Linked DNA regions of Mus musculus: region 2 is linked to region 1. Evidence: chromatin contacts called from public promoter capture Hi-C data. All regions are on one chromosome and are shown on one strand. The core of a region is the stretch at or near the end of the contact, and the rest is flanking DNA. Distances in the headings are between cores, read along the strand shown.

Region 1 (5,516 bases), core at 2,850-5,349:
GACCCTTCCTCCCACTCCTTCTGGCAGAGAAAGTTAAGAGCTCAATATGGTGAAGATATGGTCAATCATATCTTCTCTGTTCTTGTGGCAGGCATTGTCATATGCAGAGAACAGAGTTGCACAACAGATTTGGTCGTCATATTTATTCTGTGTCACAGCCAAGGATGAGTTCTCATTTATTGTCCCAGCAACTCTCAGTTCCAAAAAAAAAAAAAAACAAAACAAAACAAAAAAAAAACCCAACAATATCTGGTTACTCTTATACCAAACAGAGAGTTAAGTTCTGTAACTCCAACGCCACCTGCTACTACTTTCATTTCCAGTGAAGGAGGCAGCCCATGAAAGAGCAGGTATTTCCATTTTTAAAATGACTCTCTAAATAATAGCATTCATGGTTCTGTTAGGTTGTACCCAAAGAGTCAGCCAGCTCGAAAGTATTTATCAAGTGCTTATTGTATGGCAAGTCATGGCATACGGTGGTAGACAAAATTATGGTGAGAACAATGTGGACATCCATCCAAAAGAGGGGAAGGACCTGCCCCTCCTAGCAGAGGAGACTGGACCTCCTAAACTATATTCTTGACATTATTAGTTAGCTGAATACTTCAGGGGGTCTAAGTAGATTGAGCTGAGGATATAAAATCTCCCTTTCCCGAATCTCTTTCTCCTTCCTTGTGCACTTTACCCCAGTGTTCTACCTAGAAGCTGCCAAATAAAAGCTTAAAAAAACAAACCTTATTACTCCAAAGTAAAGGTAAAAATCCGAAGTTCTTCACTTTATGGTATACAAAAGTGGTTAGTTTTAGTGTCTCATCTTAGACACCACCTGAATTTAAAAATGCTTTGTGCAGATTCTGTCTTTTGAAACTGCCTGTTAAAGTGGGCTCCCTTGCAGGCTCAAAGAGGAGGCAAGCACGTCTCTTTCTTTTCAGCATTCTTTCAAAATAAAGTGGTCAAAAGAAAACCACAAGTATGGAGAAACTAAGTCTTGAAACAGACTGGCTGTGCCCCCAAACTCACCACGATTCTACTTTATGGTTTCTGCATCCTGTCTTAATCTAATTCACTGATTTTACTTGAAGTTTCACAACCTAATTCTGTTTTCATGGTTTTTCTGCTTGACTTTCTAAATGCTGGTGCAAACAATAGCCCCCCTTCTTTATTCAGATTTGAGCCTTACTGGAGGTTAGTAATAAAATCAATAGCCAGGTGAGATGGTCAGGCCCCACCTCCTCTCATTGCCTTTGTGTGAGTATTTCAGTATCCCTTGAAAGGGAGAGGAGAAACAATGACATCTTAGGTGCTCGTGAAAGCATGCATACCTATAAGCATAGGCAGAGGTAATTTTCATGGCCTTAAAACGACCTGAAATTAAGTTAAGTTAGAGTATTTACGACAAAGAAGTAAACCATTTAGATGCATATTAAAATTAGGCTACAAAATTAAGCCAAGTGGAAAGCTGAGTAAAAGGAGAAATCAGTTACTGAGTGAAATAGCTACATGACAGTTCTTTATAGCAAGGAACCCACACTGAATAGAACACTTCAACCTCCTGGTTAGCTGGTAGGCAAGGAAGGCAATTATAATTTATTCAGCCATTCAAAAGCCATTTATAGAATGCCTATCATATGTCAAAGAAAGCACTCGTCTAAGCTCTAAGGATAAAAAGATTACAAGTGCAGGCCTTTGCTTTTTTTAAGTTTATATACCACACCGTGTCAGTGTTCCTAAATTATTTCAGTTTATGGTGGGTTTTTATGCTTATCTGTTTTAACAAATAGTAGTTGAATAAAAGAGTAATTATTAAGTATTGTTCACCATTTCCTTATAACCAAAGAAAGTACCTTATGACTTGTAGACTTTGGTTTTTGGTTTTTTTTTTTAAAGTCTAATCATAATTCAGATAAAACGAACAAGCAGAAAGGTGAGAGGGCTAACTATAAGCAGACACGGGCATATCAAGTGAATAGCAATGGATTGCTGACATAACCTTGTACACTCACATGGACGTGTGCTGATGCCTTCTTAAGAACTGTCAGCTCACAGAACACTGAAGCGCTTCATTCTTCCCTCCAGGAGTGGGATCTGACCCAAGGGGTTTTAATCAGATGTCTAAACTCCCAGCGCCTCTGACGGAAGGAAGGATAAGTCCAAGAGATTGTTATAGATAATGCCTCAGGGTTTCCAATTTTAGGTCTAGAAGCAAATTCACTCTTTGTAGCCCCTTCCTCCTTTGTAAGCGCATTGAAATAGTTCTTCATTTCCAGATAGCAGAATTTCACAGCTGGGAAATCTATTAGAAGCTCTCTACCTGGCTTCTTTCTCCTTATTTTAGTGGATGAGAACAAACTTAATGTTCCCCACCTCCTCTTCTTTACCTCTCTCAGCTGTCCGGCTCTACAGTTCTTCTGTAACACCCCTCAAACTTACTCCATTTGTACTACCATTAGCCCAGAGTAGGTTATTTCCTTGTCTTGGCTAGTCCCAAAGTCACCATACTGTCCTTTCTGCCTTTCATCTCTCCACTTATCCTGGGAAGGCTTCCAGATCATAAGGCACAAAATCCACTGACATGTTCCAGTGTGGGGAAATTGTACCAATCTTACTGTGCTGTCAGAGGATAAACTAAGCTAAGCTAACACAAGGAACTCCTACAGGTTGGCCTTAACTTTCCTTTCTAGGCCTGTCTTTCAATAATCCTTTAAAAGTCAAAGTTCACTAAATATTTAGTTTGACTAATGTTCATAGTTTCAAGGCAGGAATCCATTTAGCCTTGAGATAACAGATGTATTGTTTTTTTTTTTTTTTTTTTTTTTGCAGTTAGGTTAATAGTTAAAAGTGAGAAAGACAAAAAATGAACCAAAAGGGAGTAAGCTACATTTTAAAAAATAGTTTCAATTCTGCTCACCTTTCCTTAGGCTTCATATCCTTAAGCCAGCTCTTGGCTTTTCTTTTCTTTTTTTTTCCCATTTTTTATTACATATTTTCTTTATTTACATTTCAAATTTTATCCCCTTTCCTCATTTTCCCTCGGAACCCCCTTCCCCCATCCCATCTCCCTTCCCGGCTTTTATTTTCTTAGTAAACCATATAGTAACTTAATTTAAAGGTGCAAATAGTACTGTACTTTGTACTAAAACTGCACAGATTAATAGGACATAGTAGTGGCCAGACAAAACAGTAAAATTTGCAAAGCAAGATTTCTTTTTAAGAAATACTTACAAAATCACTGAGATCAGGCTTTAAATTAGAAATATTTTTTGTTTCAGAAAATGTCTTCATTTTCACACGTTGACTTCGAGAAGCCCCAGTAGACTTCCGAGAATACTAGGAGATTCCTGTCTGTAAACTAAGAGCATACAGCCAGAGTTCCTCCACAACAGAAAAAGAAGCAGTCGCTGCTGGCAATGTATTCTAAATCAAGCACACAACTAAAGCTTATATTTTAATCTCTTTTGATTTAGGAAGGTCAAGATCATGCTAGCTTGGGAAAGGTAGAAGGCAGGGTTTGAACTCACATCCTTGCATTTATAACTCTATACTATGCAATGACGAGGCTAACCAGGAGAGGAATTGACAGGATTACTGGAAGCTGAGGTTAACCGAAATGATGACAGGCCTTCCTGAGTCTGAGCAGAGGCGGAGGAAACCAATACTGCCAATCCCCACCCGGCCGCCATCTTGTGGGAAGAGAAAAGCCGGAAGTACAGCTACGGGAGACCGGCGGCCAAGTGGCTTTGGCGGAGGCGAAGCATAAGGGCAGGGACTGGGCTGTGTGGCCTCGGGCACCGGGGGTGGAGCGGTGTCGCTTGTCCTTGGGGGCGGGGCCTAAAGGCGAGGTGGAGACCCGCATTCGGGCCTTCTGGCTAGGGGCGGGGCCTTGGGGTGGAGCCCCAGGGCGGAGTGCAGTGTAGCACTGGAGCTTAGGGGTGTGGCCTGACGGCGGGGTGGAGATTTGAAACGCGGACCTCCATGCTGGAGGCGGGGCCTTGGGCGGGGCGGGGCCATGTCCTGAGCTTGGGGGCGGGGCCTCACGGCAGAATGGAGACCGGCTTCTCTGACCTCCAGGCCAGGGGCGGAGCCTGAAGGCGGGGCGGAGGCGGGGAGGAGGCACCGGGCTGCAGACGCCTAAGGTAGCTGACAGGACCGCAGCGGCTCACCCCTCCCTTTCTCGGAACGTGGTTGGGCATCTGCCGCTGGCACACGCCGCTACAAGAGGGTTCGGGGCGGGAGATGACGGCGGTGTGCTCGCTGCTTGGCCCTCTGTGAGCATCGGCTTCCTTCTCCTTGCAGCCGGAGCTGCAGACCTAGCAGGTGAGATGAGCCCCAGTTGCGTTTGCAATGGCCCCTGCCCCTGGGGTCCGGACCAGTGGGCAGCGCCAGGCTGCCCTGGCGCCTCGGCTAGCTGCTGCGCCTGTCCGCCTCTGCTCCACAGAGCCTGCGCCTGAAACCTGCGGGAACACTGGAGATGGTCTGCTCACAAGGGACGACTTGTCCCCTCTGGTGCCAGAGCTGCGGTCCCCAGGGTGCGAAGCACCCCGTTGCACGTGTGCTCACATTGTCATCTCGGACTTTTTACTTTAGCCCAAGGTGGCCTTCGTGTCTGCCCCTCCTGAGCACCTCGGGATCTTTGCGCCAAATTTTCTCCCATACTTCTTTACGGAGCACCTGACGTTGTGACTCCCATGCCCTGGCTTTCCACTTCCACGGGTGTCAGCTGCCCTCGGTATCATCTATTTGGTCAGGGACTCTGCACTCCTTATCTTGGCGGGCCAAAGTCTGATCCTGCAGATTGACAAGGGAAAAGGCAGTGACTGGAGTGCCTGTTGATGTTGAAGAGTGCTTTTTATAGTGCTGCAAGGCATTAGGCTTTTCTCCTGTCTAAAGGATAGGAGTGTTTGAGAAGAGAACAGCCTCAGTTTAAAGCTTTTTCTTTCAAGTCAGTACTGCAGCACATTTGAACTTAATAGCATTTAACCTACAATTTCAGTGCTTTGGTCATGTTATCTAAGTCAGATGTAATGCGACTAGATGGTTTGTATACTTCGTTTTCTAGTGTCTGGCCCAGTGAATTGGCTTTTCCAGTGATAGGACAACTTGTTTGTTCTGCAACAAGTCTTGTTTTTGTAGTTTAAAGGACTGGATGACATTTTTAAAACTTCCTTTGTTGTGGTTCTTGTTAATCTTAAAATGTGCATAAGAAGCGGTTTTTCGTTTTGTTTTGTTTTCATGTTTAAAATGGTATGAGATAAAACTTCAGAGTTATTTTTAGTTTTTTTTTTTCTCCCTTCCTTATTTTGAGACAGCTGCTAATTTAAGTCCTGGCTGGCTTTTCTTTGTAGCTGGGCTTGAACCCATGGTCTTCCTGCCTCTGCCTCACTAGTGCTGTGATTACAGGTGTGTGACATTATGTCAGACTAGAAGTCATTTTAACTTTCATTTGCCTCGGGAACTGTTTATAACACTGGAAAAATTGAAAGGGGGAAAAGGACAGATTACTTTTAAAAAGTTTCATT
Region 2 (5,878 bases), core at 2,198-4,697, 3.3 Mb before region 1:
ATATGGTTGCTTCGCCTTCCATAGAGGGAAACATCTGACTCATCTTCATAATTCAGTAACTGATAAGATGAAATTCCTTTGGAGAAGAAACTTAATATCTTTTAAACGTCTCAAATTCATCTTACATAGACTTTAGGTATTATCATGTTAACATGACTGAAAAATTCTTTGGCCAAAATATTGATTAAGCAGCATTTCAAATTATACGGAAAGTAGCTTTTCAGGCAATTTTGCTACAAAAAGAAATAATAGAATACTTAACAGGAACTCAAATTCCCTATTCATACAACAGAATACATATACATCAATAAAGATCTATTGAGTAGTTGAAAGAAAGACAAATATCCATAGCCAATGACTAACTATCATGTCTGTTTTATAATCTAGTTTAAAGAATTCATTTCAGGGTTGGGAGATGGTTCAGTTGTTAAAGTGTATGTTTATAAGCAGGAAAATTCAAGTTCAATCTTCCAGTGCCCACATTTCTAAAAAACTGAGTTTACCTATTATAGTAAACTGTAAAATAATTTAAATTACTTTCATTTATTTGATCATGTAAATGGGTAAGACCCAATAATATCCTATATTTTACAGGTCAAGACACATCATTTTTCTAAGCCCACTTAGTTAAAAACAACTTATAATTGATTTTAAAATTAAGCAATAAGCAATTTGAAACTATAAAAATTTAAGCATTGTTCACCTGAATGATATTATTACCACATAAAAATTGATTTTATTCTTAAAATGCGTATTGTTAATATAATTAATCCATACAACCCCTGTTAGGTTATTAATGATATAGCCCCATCATGAGTCACTCTCGCACATTTAAACTTACCAGCTGAAATTTCTCGATCTCCCAGGAGAATATCTTTAAGTGTGAAAGGAGTGGATGTGAATTTGCATCTAGGAAACAGAAAACACCGCTTCTTTTTCACCACCAGACTCAGGGGTTGGTACTTGTCAGCTTCGCTGAGGCTTGGGACAGGGACTAATCTCCCTCCATCTCCAACTTGCTTAACGAAGCTCTTGGTAGCAGCAGCAAACATATTAATATCAAGATGTCATCAACTGCGACCCTCAGGCAACGAACCCATTTTTGAAGAAGAGAATCAGACACCAAACTAAGCCTTCCTTGATGTTAAATACAGTTACGCAGGTTAGAACTATAAAGCCCACGCTCACCAAGTAGTTTGCTGGTGTGCAATTCACAACAGCACCTCCCTTCATGAACTCGGGTAATGAATAATAGATGGTAGTGTAAATGATACACTAAAAGCAAGTCTAACTCGGAATGGCAGCCTACAGAACTAAAATATATAGAGAAAACTAATTCAAACTACCAAAGTCCTTGAGGAGACCACAGTTGAAAGGGCTTTCCCCCCAGCAATGAGCCAGTTGGAAGGAGGCTCACAGCAAACGGTGCAAGTGGGCTCTAATCTAACATTAGGCCTGGATATGATCTGCAGTGGCCATCATCCAAGAGGAATTCTTTCACAAGTCCAGCAGGTGAATTTTGGCAGCAGAAAAGTACTTTTTGAAGCTTCACAGTGTACAGATCCTAACACAGGCATGTCTCTCATCCAGATTTTTGTATGCTTGTGAAACTATATGTTTAGTACCACATATCAATTCACAGACTATAGAGAAAAACAATTGGGTGCAGATCTCTATAGGGTCTTGAAGGCTTTTTAGTTACTATTACATTACATATTAAAAACTACTATGGAAGGTTCTAACTCTGAAACTAATAGCTCAGACTACATCAACTGATAAGAGTCCTGCTGAATTTTACCTCCTTTTTGTTGCTCATTGCTATCCAATTACTCTACCTATAAAATAGTTACATAAAGTTTTGGCTTATTTTCAAGGAAATTTTGTGAATCCATTAAATTAAATTCTAGAAACAAACCTATACTGTCTGGCCATAGGTGGTTGATATATTTTGAGTGTCTCTGTGGTTGTTACAATACGATATTCATTAACACATAAGTGTAATAGCATTATTGGATTGTAACCCGTGTATATTATACAGAAATAAAAGCGAGAATAGGCTTAACCTAAGCCCCAGTAGAATTCAATTTGGTTCAATTCCGGATATTTTTTCCTTGCTTCCAAGTGTTTGGGCTCTCATACAACCAAAACAAATTTCCATCACAGAACCAAATACTTTTGTACATCAACCTAAAACTTCCATTAAAAAACAAACAAACAAACAAACAAACAAGCAAACAAAAAAACCTTTTAGGAGTCTCTCAGTAAGAATATTTCTAGAATTCAATTCTAGAGCATTAAGTAAACACAGGAGCCATTGTGCAAATAGTTCACAAATTCTAAGACGCTCTGAAGCGCTAACACACCCACAACATACTCTGTAGGTGGAGCGTTCCAGGTTAACGTCATCACTCTCCATTGCACAGGTCAACCGGAAGAGCAATCCTGGAAACTGGTCTAAATATCCTTGCTATGCACTCCACCTCCAGCATCTCTTTGGGGATCCCACATGTTCCCAAAGCAGAGGTTCTAAACCTGTGGGTTGCAAGTCCCCTGGGGTTGCATTATAGTAGCAAAACTACAGATATGAAGTAGCAAGAAATAATATTATAGTTGGCGAGGGGGAGAAGGGGTTGTCACCACGACATGAGGAACTGAATTAAAGGGTCACAGCATTAGGAAGAATGAAAACCACTATCCTAAGCAGGTCACAAGAGTCCGCCAGACAGCAGCGGGCCCGCCAGACAGCAGCGGGCCCAGGGATCCAGGGCTCTTAAAGCCACTGGCTGCCCCTTAGCTGACGCTCTCGGGTCTCAAGTTTCGGGGCCAAGATCCACAATTTTCTTAGTAATTTACCATTCGAATTTTTAAATCTTTCTTAAAGTAGTCCAACCCTTAATCTTTTTTCCTTGCTCCTCAAACATGCTAGGCTCGTAGCCTACTACTAGCTTTCTCGCTGAGAAGGAAGCCACCTCCCTTTAAGGACAAAGGACTGAGGCTCTCTGCACCACTAAAGGCGGGAGGGGAAACTCGGGGAACCGAAGCGGGGTGCAGGCAGGAGCCGGGAAGAGCCGGGACATGCAATGGAGGCGGGGCCTAGAAGGGTGAGGGGCGGGGCCGGGCGCTCAGAAGCTTTGGAAGCGGAACGGGGGGTGGGGGGAGGCGCCTGCAGAGGCTGGGAAGAGCCCGGACTGGCAGAGAGGGCGGAGCCAGGTCGCAGGAGGGGCGGGGCCGGGCTCTGAGAAGCTCTGGGAACCCAACTAGAGAGCGGGCGGTAGCTGGGAAGGACAGAAACTTGGCAGAGAGGGCGGAGCCCGAGGAACGGGAAAGGGCTGAGCACTGTGGCAAAGTGGAGCAAGAACATCGAGGGGCTGAGCATGGCAGAGAGGGGCGGGGCAGAGAGGCTGGGCAGAGAGGGGGTGTGGCCGGCTCTTCCGCGCCGAGGCCCCGCCTCTCCTTCCTTCTCCTCCTGTCCCTTAGCTGGAGGGAGGCAGGCAGCGATTCGAGGGGCGTCCAAGCGGCAGCGCGGGCACGCTCCTCTCGGGAACTGGCCGACGTGGAGAGGGAGGACCCAGATCCACACTTCTCTTGATTGCTGTGGCCAGCCGTCCCTTCTCGCCATGTCCCATAGCAGGCATCGTGCCGAGGCCCCGCCGCTGCAGCGCGAGGACAGCGGGACCTTCAGGTCAGCGCCGGGCCGTCGAGGCCTCAAGGCCCAAGACGGGTGGGCAGCGGGGCAGGGGCAGGGAGCCGGCTGTCGGGCAGCATTCTGGGTAAAGCTCCCCCCTCTCCCGGCGTGGCGCTGGGCCCGCCCTCCGGGCCCTGGGGGTCTGCTGCGCGCCCCGCCCCTCTAGTGACCCTAGGCAGCTAGCCGATCGGGAGGACTTGATCAGTGTTGAGGCGCAGACCCGGGTGTCTAGCTGCCTAGTCCAAGCCCACCCGATTTCTTTCAGCATCCCTCCCACCGCTCTCAAGTTCTCTGTACAGACCTCTCCACTCTCCTCCATGGGCTGCAGCACCCGGGGACAGGTGCTCGCCCAGGCCTTGCCACTGATCCTGGCCGCTGGGGAGCTGCAGAACCTTTTTGTCACCATTTGTGACTGTCAAAACTGAGAAGTGGATGCTTTTGCTTCCCTTTCAGCTTTGACGTGCAATGCCTACGTTTTTTTCTGGTTTTTGCAGTTTGGGCAAGATGATAACAGCTAAGCCTGGGAAAACACCGATTCAGGTATTGCACGAGTACGGCATGAAGACCAAGAACATTCCAGTTTATGAATGTGAAAGATCCGATGTGCAAGTACACGTGCCCACTTTCACCTTCAGAGTAACCGTTGGTGACATAACTTGCACAGGTCTGTATGCAGTTAATTCCCCATGACCATGTGGATTGGAGGCCCTGATTCTATGTTGCTTTTCAGTAAGGAAAAGCGCCCTTTTAATTAAGATGGCTGTGGGAGTGTACTCTGAAGACAAGAGACTCCAGGATCAACTTCATTTGTTTCGCTCCCTAGTTCTGTCTCGCTAAGATGTAAGGAAGCTCAGACACTCCCAGCATCCTGCACACTTTCCAGTACCTGGGGAGCCGGCTAAAGTTCCTCTTAAGAATTAAAAACTGGAAATATTCTTGGAGCTCCGATAGCCAAGTCCGTGGGTGCTATCGCCTTTCAAAGTTACAAAGTTACCAGCGCAGAGGCTAGTAGCCACGCCGTCAGAATTTTCCGAGTTTCCCTTTTTATGGACACATCTGGAACTTCGGATTCTTGGTACCTACCACGCTTGAGTGTGTGTCCATGAAAAATCAGGGAAACATAGAAGACTCCCATACTGTATTCCTTCAAGCTGCAGCGCACAGTAGCTTCTAGTTCTAAATACTATATAAGTATTTTGTATAAAATTGTTTCCTCTTTTTATTCATGAAGTGGCAACTTTAAAAACCTTTTCATAAGCTACATGCCCAAGGTCACACACCAATGAAGTTTTAAAGTTCAGATTAATGCCTTCTTTTAGTCTAAGCCTGAGAAAATGGTTACCAGAGTTGCCATTTGTAAACGTGGACATTATTTTCCTACATACCTATTTAGCTGAAAGCATAAAAATTGTTAAATAGTTTAATTTGTAAATATACAAAGAAAAATTAGAAAAAGCTAAAGTTCCACTGTCTGCTAGTCTGAGCATATCATATATTCAAATATGGGGACCTGAGGTTGCCTATATTTATTGGAGCAACTTCAAAAAAAACCTGAAGCTTTTTAAATGTTTGTGTGTGGGGTAGATTGGTTGTAAGTATGCACTGGAAGTTTCCTTATGGAAATACACACGGTTAGAGTTGCGTTGCTACTTTAGCTGGTCATTTTTCAAATATTTGGGAGAAATGTTCAAGAAGAAAAGCCATTTTCCATTTTAGTGCATTTGGGTTAGAGATGAGCAACCTATTTCAACTGCTCTACCTTAGATCCCTCTCATACAGCCCTGTCTTCCTGTCGTAACTTCTCAGCCTTCCCCGCTTCAACTACTATCTAAAGACTATAATTCTGGAGGCAGGTGAATTTCTGAGTTCAAGGCAGTTCTGGTCTACAGAGTGAGTTCCAGGACAGCCAGGGCTATACAGAGAAACCCTGTCTTGAAAAACAAAACAAAACAAAAAACAAACAAACAAAAAGACTGTAACTCTGAAATCTTTGTCTTCAGCCAGGAACAGACATATCTGCCTGTGTGCTTTCTGGGCATCTTTGCTTGGGCATATTAGGGAAAGACATCTCAGACTCTTGTCCTGAACTCAACCATCTTTTCATTTAAACTCATTTTTCTTTCTTACATTCCTTTTCCCCCCGCTGGGAGGCACCAGAGTCAGTTGGTCAATAGAATTTTGAGGTTGTCTTGC

The links. Promoter capture Hi-C pulls out the DNA fragments that hold promoters and counts their contacts.
Region 2: a contact with region 1 is called in a promoter capture Hi-C map of cranial neural crest. The contact joins the promoter of Prkra here to the promoter of Gpr155 in region 1. A contact is called at or near these places in 2 of 39 promoter capture datasets (cranial neural crest and liver).

What each region holds. Positions count from the first base shown.
Region 1 is chr2:73,385,063-73,390,578 of GRCm38.p6, reverse strand. It overlaps Gpr155 (G protein-coupled receptor 155), which reads left to right and starts at 4,099. Exons shown (of 17, transcript NM_001190297.2): 1 at 4,099-4,314. Gm13707 (a long non-coding RNA gene) reads right to left here and starts at 3,729. Exons shown (of 9, transcript XR_866430.3): 1 at 3,223-3,729; 2 at 2,004-2,129.
Region 2 is chr2:76,645,596-76,651,473 of GRCm38.p6, reverse strand. It overlaps Prkra (protein kinase, interferon inducible double stranded RNA dependent activator), which reads left to right and starts at 3,447. Exons shown (of 8, transcript NM_011871.3): 1 at 3,447-3,682; 2 at 4,180-4,349. The coding sequence starts at 3,618. Pjvk (pejvakin) reads right to left here and starts at 1,201. Exons shown (of 6, transcript NM_001080711.2): 1 at 842-1,201; 2 at 1-76. The coding sequence starts at 1,052.